Linked DNA regions of Canis lupus: region 1 is linked to region 2. The links are chromatin contacts, called in public Hi-C maps. All regions are on one chromosome and are shown on one strand. Each heading gives the region's core, a stretch centred on a gene start, on an enhancer-like site or on the middle of the called end of the contact. The rest is flanking DNA. Distances are from core to core; before and after follow the strand shown. Region 1 holds the start of RAB1A (RAB1A, member RAS oncogene family). Region 2 overlaps CEP68 (centrosomal protein of 68 kDa).

The links. A called contact is a pair of places that touch in the nucleus more often than the background predicts.
Region 1: a Hi-C map of blood shows a contact between it and region 2, with 2.1 times the contacts expected there. The contact joins the promoter of RAB1A here to the enhancer-like site in region 2. A contact is called at or near these places in 3 of 9 Hi-C or Micro-C datasets (all in blood).

Annotation. Positions count from the first base shown.
Region 1 is chr10:65,878,920-65,882,333 of UU_Cfam_GSD_1.0, forward strand. It overlaps RAB1A (RAB1A, member RAS oncogene family), which reads right to left and starts at 1,937. Exons shown (of 6, transcript NM_001003153.1): 1 at 1,766-1,937. The coding sequence starts at 1,788.
Region 2 is chr10:65,845,602-65,848,976 of UU_Cfam_GSD_1.0, forward strand. CEP68 (centrosomal protein of 68 kDa) reads left to right here. Exons shown (of 8, transcript XM_038551450.1): 6 at 58-154; 7 at 3,086-3,258. Among named protein-coding and RNA genes, the nearest start is that of CEP68, 20 kb to the left of the region's middle. Within about 2 kb of position 1,995, at least 8 of the 20 cell types and tissues checked have an H3K27ac peak or open chromatin away from gene starts, as enhancers often do. A contact at or near this core is called in blood, where this site is marked.

The DNA.
Region 1 (3,414 bases), core at 687-3,186, 33 kb after region 2:
TACGAATAATGACTCCTATTATCCTATTTTACAAAAGGGGAAACAAATTCAGAGGCTAATGTGTCATGGCTCTGTCCAACTAATCGTAAAGATCTACTTATGCTACTTGACATACTTAGCAAATATAAGAAACTCCCTGAACAGAGGAGGTTTACAAGTCTCCGTAAAGTGGTAGATCCATGTACTTTATTGTTGCCAGGAAAACCACCAGATTAGGTACCTCAAGTTCCATTCTCCCTAACTATGCAAAACCCACTTTGTCCTCGGAGCCCTTGATAAAGAAACTAAAAACTGCCGCCGTGGCCAAATGTGGCACCATGAGAACACCAGCCTCAACTTCTGCAAGAACATAAAATTTTAGTGAAATACCACGGCTTCTGTTTAGTGCAAAAGGGGACATTTCTGCTTCAAACCACTGTTATTACAAAACTTGGAAGTCAGAATGCATTTTGCAAGAGCCATGTGACACACACATGACAGTCAGCTAAACTGATGGGTGGACCTTTAGGGGAAATGTTTAGCAGTAAATGACCAAAGCTGCAAATACATTCACAGCTTTTAAAATACCAATTTTTTCCTTTAAAAAAAAAAAATTCCTCCCCCCCCCCCCAAGCCTTCTGACGCTGAAGGGGAATACCAATTAAATGTCTGCCAATTATTCGTTAATTTATATAGGTAAACCCAAGGAGGAATTTAAAGGGCCATGAAGGAGAACCCAACGAAGTCTTCCCAAGGAAGGTGAACACCAGTTCCCAGGAAAGGTGCCAGGTGTGTCACATATGCTGCGGGGACTTCTTGAGTGAGCAAGAAAAAGAAATGCATTAACTTTTCATGACACGTCATGGAACCTCACTCCCTATCTTCGAGTATTCAAGCAGGTAATCCAAAACCTACGGATTACATAGAGAGCCCCTTCGTTCTCTCTTTCAATTTGACAGCAGTCTTCCTTTAATCTGATAGTATCAGAAAAAAGAAAAGAAAAAAACGTTCCTACGTCTTAGTTCTCTTTATTCTTTTCCTCGACCTTACACAAGACCAAATGACTTCAGTGCCCTCTAAAAAAAAGAAAAAAAGGAAATCTCACAAATGCTTAGGTTTTTAGGGAGGCAATGGGCCCCGTCGTGACTTCTCGGAAAAAAAACAAAAACAAAAAAAACTCCAGGAAATAACCTAAACCCCCCCTCCACTAAAAATTTAAAATCTGTTCTCCCCTTCTACTCATTTCCCCGCTCCATCCCACGCAGTCCTGAAAAGCATCCGTGTTACCTGCAACCTGGCCGGGGAGGGGTGAAAGGACGGAGCCAACGAGCTCAAGATTTGCAAGTGGGGCTGGCTTCCCACCGCGACGGTTCTGACAGCTCGGCGGGCGCGGGCGCCGGCCCCGACAGGGCCCTCTAGGGCAGCCCTCCCACCCTAAAAACAAGTCTTCCTTCCAAAGTCACTGCCTGGGCGTGAAGCTACCCCTTCCCACCGCCCCACCCCCCCCTCCGAAGACTGTTCCTCCGCCCTGGCCCGGCATTCAAGGCCTCCAACCTGCCCGGGCGCCCCCCCGTCGGCCCCCCCGGCCCCCCTGACGCCCCCCCCCCCCGGGCCGATCCCTCTTCCGTCAGACAATGGGCCCCGGCTCCCGGCATCTCCGGCCCTACCACCGTCCGCCCGCCCTGGCCGAGGCCCCCGCCTCTGCCTCAGCCCTCCTCGCCTCCCCCCCTTAGGCTTTTCCGGGCTGCCCCACGGCCCCAGCCGACCGGTGCTCTCCTGCACTCACTATTCGGGATTCATGCTGGACATGTCACTGCAGCCGCCGCCGCCGCCACCGCCGCCCTTGCTGCCGCAGCCGCCGCCCCGACTCTCGACGCCACGGGTAATCGAGGGACGGGAACGAGAACGGGCTGTTCCGGGAGAGCAAACGTCTTCCCCTGCTCCGTCCCCTTAGAACACAATCAGCAGCCGCCGCCACTCAGCGATCGCTTCCACCCAAAATGGCCGCCGGCGAACCAGGAAATAGGAAAGCCTTAGACCGAGGGGTCTTTACACGGCCCGGAGGGCGGCCGCACCGCGCGGCACGCCGGGAAAGAGAGTTCCAACGCGGCGGCGGGCGCCGAAGGCCTACGGGGCGGCGCGGCCGCCGCGACTCAGCTTCCCGCCAAGCCCCGCGCCTCCGGCGCAGGCGCACTCGAGCGCTTGTCGCCCGCCCCATGCCCCACTCGCTCACCGCCCCCCCCCGTCTTGCCCCTCCCTGCTCCCCGCCCCGCTGACTCGCTGGCTTAGGACTTCGCTCGGACTCCCCCTAGCGGATTGGCTAAGCCCGAGCGGCCCCGGTGATGTCATCAGTGAGACGTGGCAGCAGGGCGCGTCGGCGCCCCAAGGGGGGAGGGGGAGGGGAGGGACGGAGGGCGGCGCCGGCCGCGGACAGAGGATGGGGCGGGGGCGGGGGCTGCGGGCGCTGCGGGGGGGGGGGGGGGGTGCAGCGGCGACCGCGGGGCGCTGGAGGGCGGGGCCGCGGGGGAAATGCGGGCTGCAGGTCGCGCCTGGCCAGTGCTTTGCTGAGAGCTCGAGCTCCCAGCTGGTCCCAGGACGGAGGAGGAATTGAGGGGCCCCTACTGGGAACCTCGGGGGTCCGGAGAGCGCGGAGCTCGGTGGTGTTCCCCAGCCGGCCGGCCCCGCTGGGTCAGGTCCCCGTGCAGGGCCACGGTCCCGCGCTGGCCGCACACGGTGCCGTCTCCTTGGTCGCATTGCCCCCCGGCTCCCCGTGCAGCCCGGCTCCGACCACCCGGCCCGGCGACGACGGGAGCCTCGGCCTCCTCTCTGCCCCCGCCGCTGGCCGACGCAGCCGGATTATCTCCCCGAAACCGCGCTGCATCCCGAGCCCACCACCGTTTTGCGGGGGCCGCGCCTCTCCGTGGCCGCGGTGCAGCCCAGAGTCGGCCCGAAATTCAGGGTCTTCCCGCCCTGGTCCCAGGCTTCAAGCCGAACTGTAATTTTAGCTACTCAAGGCGGAGCTGCTCTGCAAGACTGAAGAATGATAAGCGAGGGGAAGGTGCAACTAACGCATCGCTGCACGGTGCCTAGAGACTCCGGGAACGGCATTCACAACATTTCTGAGACCCGATTGATAGTCGTAACTCTTCTTTTAATCAGCTCAGGAATTTAAACCTCCAGTAAACTTTAACACATTATCTTGGGTTGTCTAACTGCAGAGGGCATAGTGTAATAGGTTGTCCAAAGTTTATCTTCCAACTTGCGCTAAGAACCAAGAAAATTGCCTCCTCTGCAAGCGGTTGCAAAAGCACTTTAAATTCTCATGACACCAAAATATGGAAAGAAGGGAGCGATGATTCCCCGCTTTACTAAACGATGTGCTCCTTAACCCCCAAATTCTACCCTGCGCCTTAGCTGACAACCTCATCCAACAGG
Region 2 (3,375 bases), core at 745-3,244:
ACAAAACAATAGTAACGAAGCTTTTTCTTTCTTTTCTCTCTTCTCACATGCTTTAAGCAATTTAAGAAAGATCTAGATGAACACCAGTCCCTGACGGAGAGCGTTGTGCAGAAAGGGGAGATTCTTCTTCAGTGCCTGTTGGAGAACACCCCAGGTGAGACTTGAGCCAGAGCTCCCTCCCTCCCTCCCAGCAGTAGGTCCAGGGGTCACGGGGTCCCCGGTAAGGATCCAGTAGTGCAGGAGCGCCTCCGTCTGCACTGCGTCTGCACTGCTGCCGTAGGTCCCCACTGCCTGCCAGGCCTCATGGCATCCCTGTCCCCCAGCCATGCGGCGAGCCGGGCATGCAAGGGCCGCCCTCTTTTCCCTCGTAGGGACCTGCGTGGGAATGCTGGTTTTCATCCAGGGGGCCCTCAGGGGCTCCCTTCCTTCCCCAGCACAGGCCGGACCCCTCTCTTGTCATCTGTGGTTCGGTGTTGGAGAGCGCTTGGTTGTAAGGGCACAGACTCAAAAAGCTGCGCACCGATGAGAGGACGGGCTTGAGTTCGTTTTGCAGGCTCCCGGTTTAGGAAAATGTAAAATCACAGACTAGGAGCACACCAGGCCCGCAGGGTGCAAGTTGCAGGTGGCCCTGCCCTTGCTGGGGCACACGGGCAGTGGAGGATGAGCTCGGTTAGAGCAAGAACTGGCGGTCCCGAGCGGCCCCTGATTTCCTGTGAGTCTAAGCACGCAAGAGCTGTGACATCCCATCTGTGTGAGGCCTCAGTTCTGGAGTGAGCTGGGGCTCGTGCTGGAAAGAACCCACGGGAGCAAAGCTGGGCGGGACCCTCCTGCTGGAGAGGCACTGAGGTAGCCTGTCCCCACCAGAAGTGGGGGAGCGTGTTAGGGAGCTGCTAGAGTTTCTCACACCGGCAGTGTCCTCTTTCTGGGCCGCACGGTGGTTGTGAGGAGGGCTGTGCTTCACGCTGCAGGACATTTAACAACATCCCTGGCCTTCACCCGTTAGGTACCAGTCACCCCCGCCTCCTCCTCTCCAGTTGTGACAACCCAGAATACCTCCAGACTTGCCACATAGCCCCTAGGGAGAAAAGTGGGTTGAGAACTGGGGACAGGCAGAGGGACAGGGAGCCTCCGAAGGGCTGTGGCAGGGCAGCAATTACCCAGGGTGGATTGTGGGAACCCTTGGCAATCCCTTGCCTGCAGGAGGCCTTTGTTTCAGTTCTTGCACTAGTATTTTTTCGGTTTTATTGGGCCAGAAATTCAGTATGTCAGGCTCCTCTGCTACTTGTAACACCATGAGCGTTACACTGAACGCCGTGCACCAGACACCGTGCTGACACGGTTAACATCAGGTCTCCTCCCATTTAATCAGAGTCCTGTGAGATGATGTTATCACCCCCACCTCAGAGCTGTGAACTGGCCTTGGACCCCAGCCCTCTACGCTGCTGCCTCGCTGCTGCCTCCCCTGCTGCAGGTGCGGGGCCTGAGCTGGAAGGGAAGGAGCTCCAGGCCAGGAAACTGCCCTGGGGCCACTTGTAACAATGGGCCTCTTAGGAGGCTCTTGAACCTTCGTTTAAAAACCAACCCAGTAATACTTCTCAGTGCTTAATCTGGAGTAAGAACGTCCCCCTTTGCCCTGGTCTCATAATGTGAGACATATGAGGTTCCTGTGATTTTCAGAGATGGGCCCCTTGCCCCCCCATCCCCTGCTGGACTGACCGGGAACTTGAGTGTCACGTGAAGATGGGTGTTCCCCGTGACCGTCACAGGGCTTCCCCAGCTAGAGGCATGAGCCTTCAGCGCTCTCCAGGGCGCGCACACCCCTACGCAGCTTTGCAGCCGGCTTTCCTCGTCAGCCACAAGCAGAACCGTAGGGACAAGCAGCACATTTATTCCCCCCCAAAAAATATCTCTCAGCCTCTGCCGGAGGCCTCCCCATGGACAGCACTGGCCTTTTCACTGCTTCAGCGCACACGTGCCCAGTCCTCTCTGGGACCCACGCCACTGGAACCTGTGGGCGTGAAGCCGAACCAGGCTCCTGTGTGTATGGAGTCAGCTACACCATGGAAGGAAGTCTGAATGCGAAAGATTTCATTCTCAGGCCCAGCTTTCTGTTTACTTGGCCCCAACCGAATATTCTAACATAGTACAGTAAAAGTTCAGAAAGAAAAGAAAGGTCCCCCGAATCCCACTGACGAACACACAGGAGGGCGGGGCGCAGCCTGGCAGCGGCCCAGGGCAGTAGCTCCCCGAGGGCTGAGGTCCCCTCCCGGCCCGGTCCCACCCTGCCACCCGCCGCCCGCATCCGCTGCAGAGGGGCGGCTTCCCCTTTCCCTTCCGCTGCTGGCAGATGTTGCGGCCGCAGCAGGAAGCTGGAGAGCGAGAGAGCGCGGCTGATAAAGGCTCAGGAAGCCAAGGCAGCCTTTGTGTTTAACAAAGGAAATAAGGTTTCCGAGAGAACGAGCCTGATATGTGTGGTGCACTCCAAACGTGGCCCATCCCTTCCTCGGGGGAGCACTTGGCCCATCAGGGGGGCGGGGGAATCTGCACCTCACTAAGCTCATCCGCCTGCTTTCAGAGGATTTTCTTTTGAAGTCTGCTTATTGAGGACCCAGAGAAGGGTTCACATTCCCAGGTGACCCGTATGCAGGCCGAGCCCCAGATGCCCCACCCCACCCCACCCCCCGCGGGAGCTGTTAGCCCCTGACAGCCAGAGCCAGCGTCCCCATCTTGGCTTGGCCTGCCATTCTGGGGAGCCTGCTCCTCAGGATCTGGGCGTGCCCTGCGGCGGGACTCCGAAAGCCAGAGCATACCAGAGTCACGCTTGTGTGCCTTTGTGTGAACCAGGTAAATCCAAAGAGGAGCTCGTGAAATTCTTCTCTTGGCCCTAATCAGGAGGGAACAGATCCTCGGCAACAGCAGTCCCTGGAGTCACTGTTAAAGAGCCTGAACATCCTGAAACTATCGCCACGTTCCTATTTTGTGTAAAATGCTACACCCCTTGGGGATTCTTTAGAAAAGACAGTTACTTACACGTTGTATTTTGGTTTTGGTTTTTGGCCTAACTGCTCTGCACCTCACTTGTCAGTGCTGAAGGATGTCCTCGGGAGAATCTCGAAGCAGCCCAGTGAGCTGGAGGGCCACGCAGACCGCCTGTACGACGCCATCCTAGCCTCTCTGGACATGCTGGCTGGCTGCACCCTCATGCCTGACGACTCGCCAGCAGCACGTGGGAGCCCAGATGTGAGAGGGCTAAGCCTGGTGAGTAGGCACCCCGAGTTCTGGCCAGGGGCCCCGGTGCTGGCGTAGGGCACGCAGCTCCTGCTCCGAGAGCTGGCTAGTTCCTAGACGCTTGCTGAACCAAGGGCTTTCGAAACA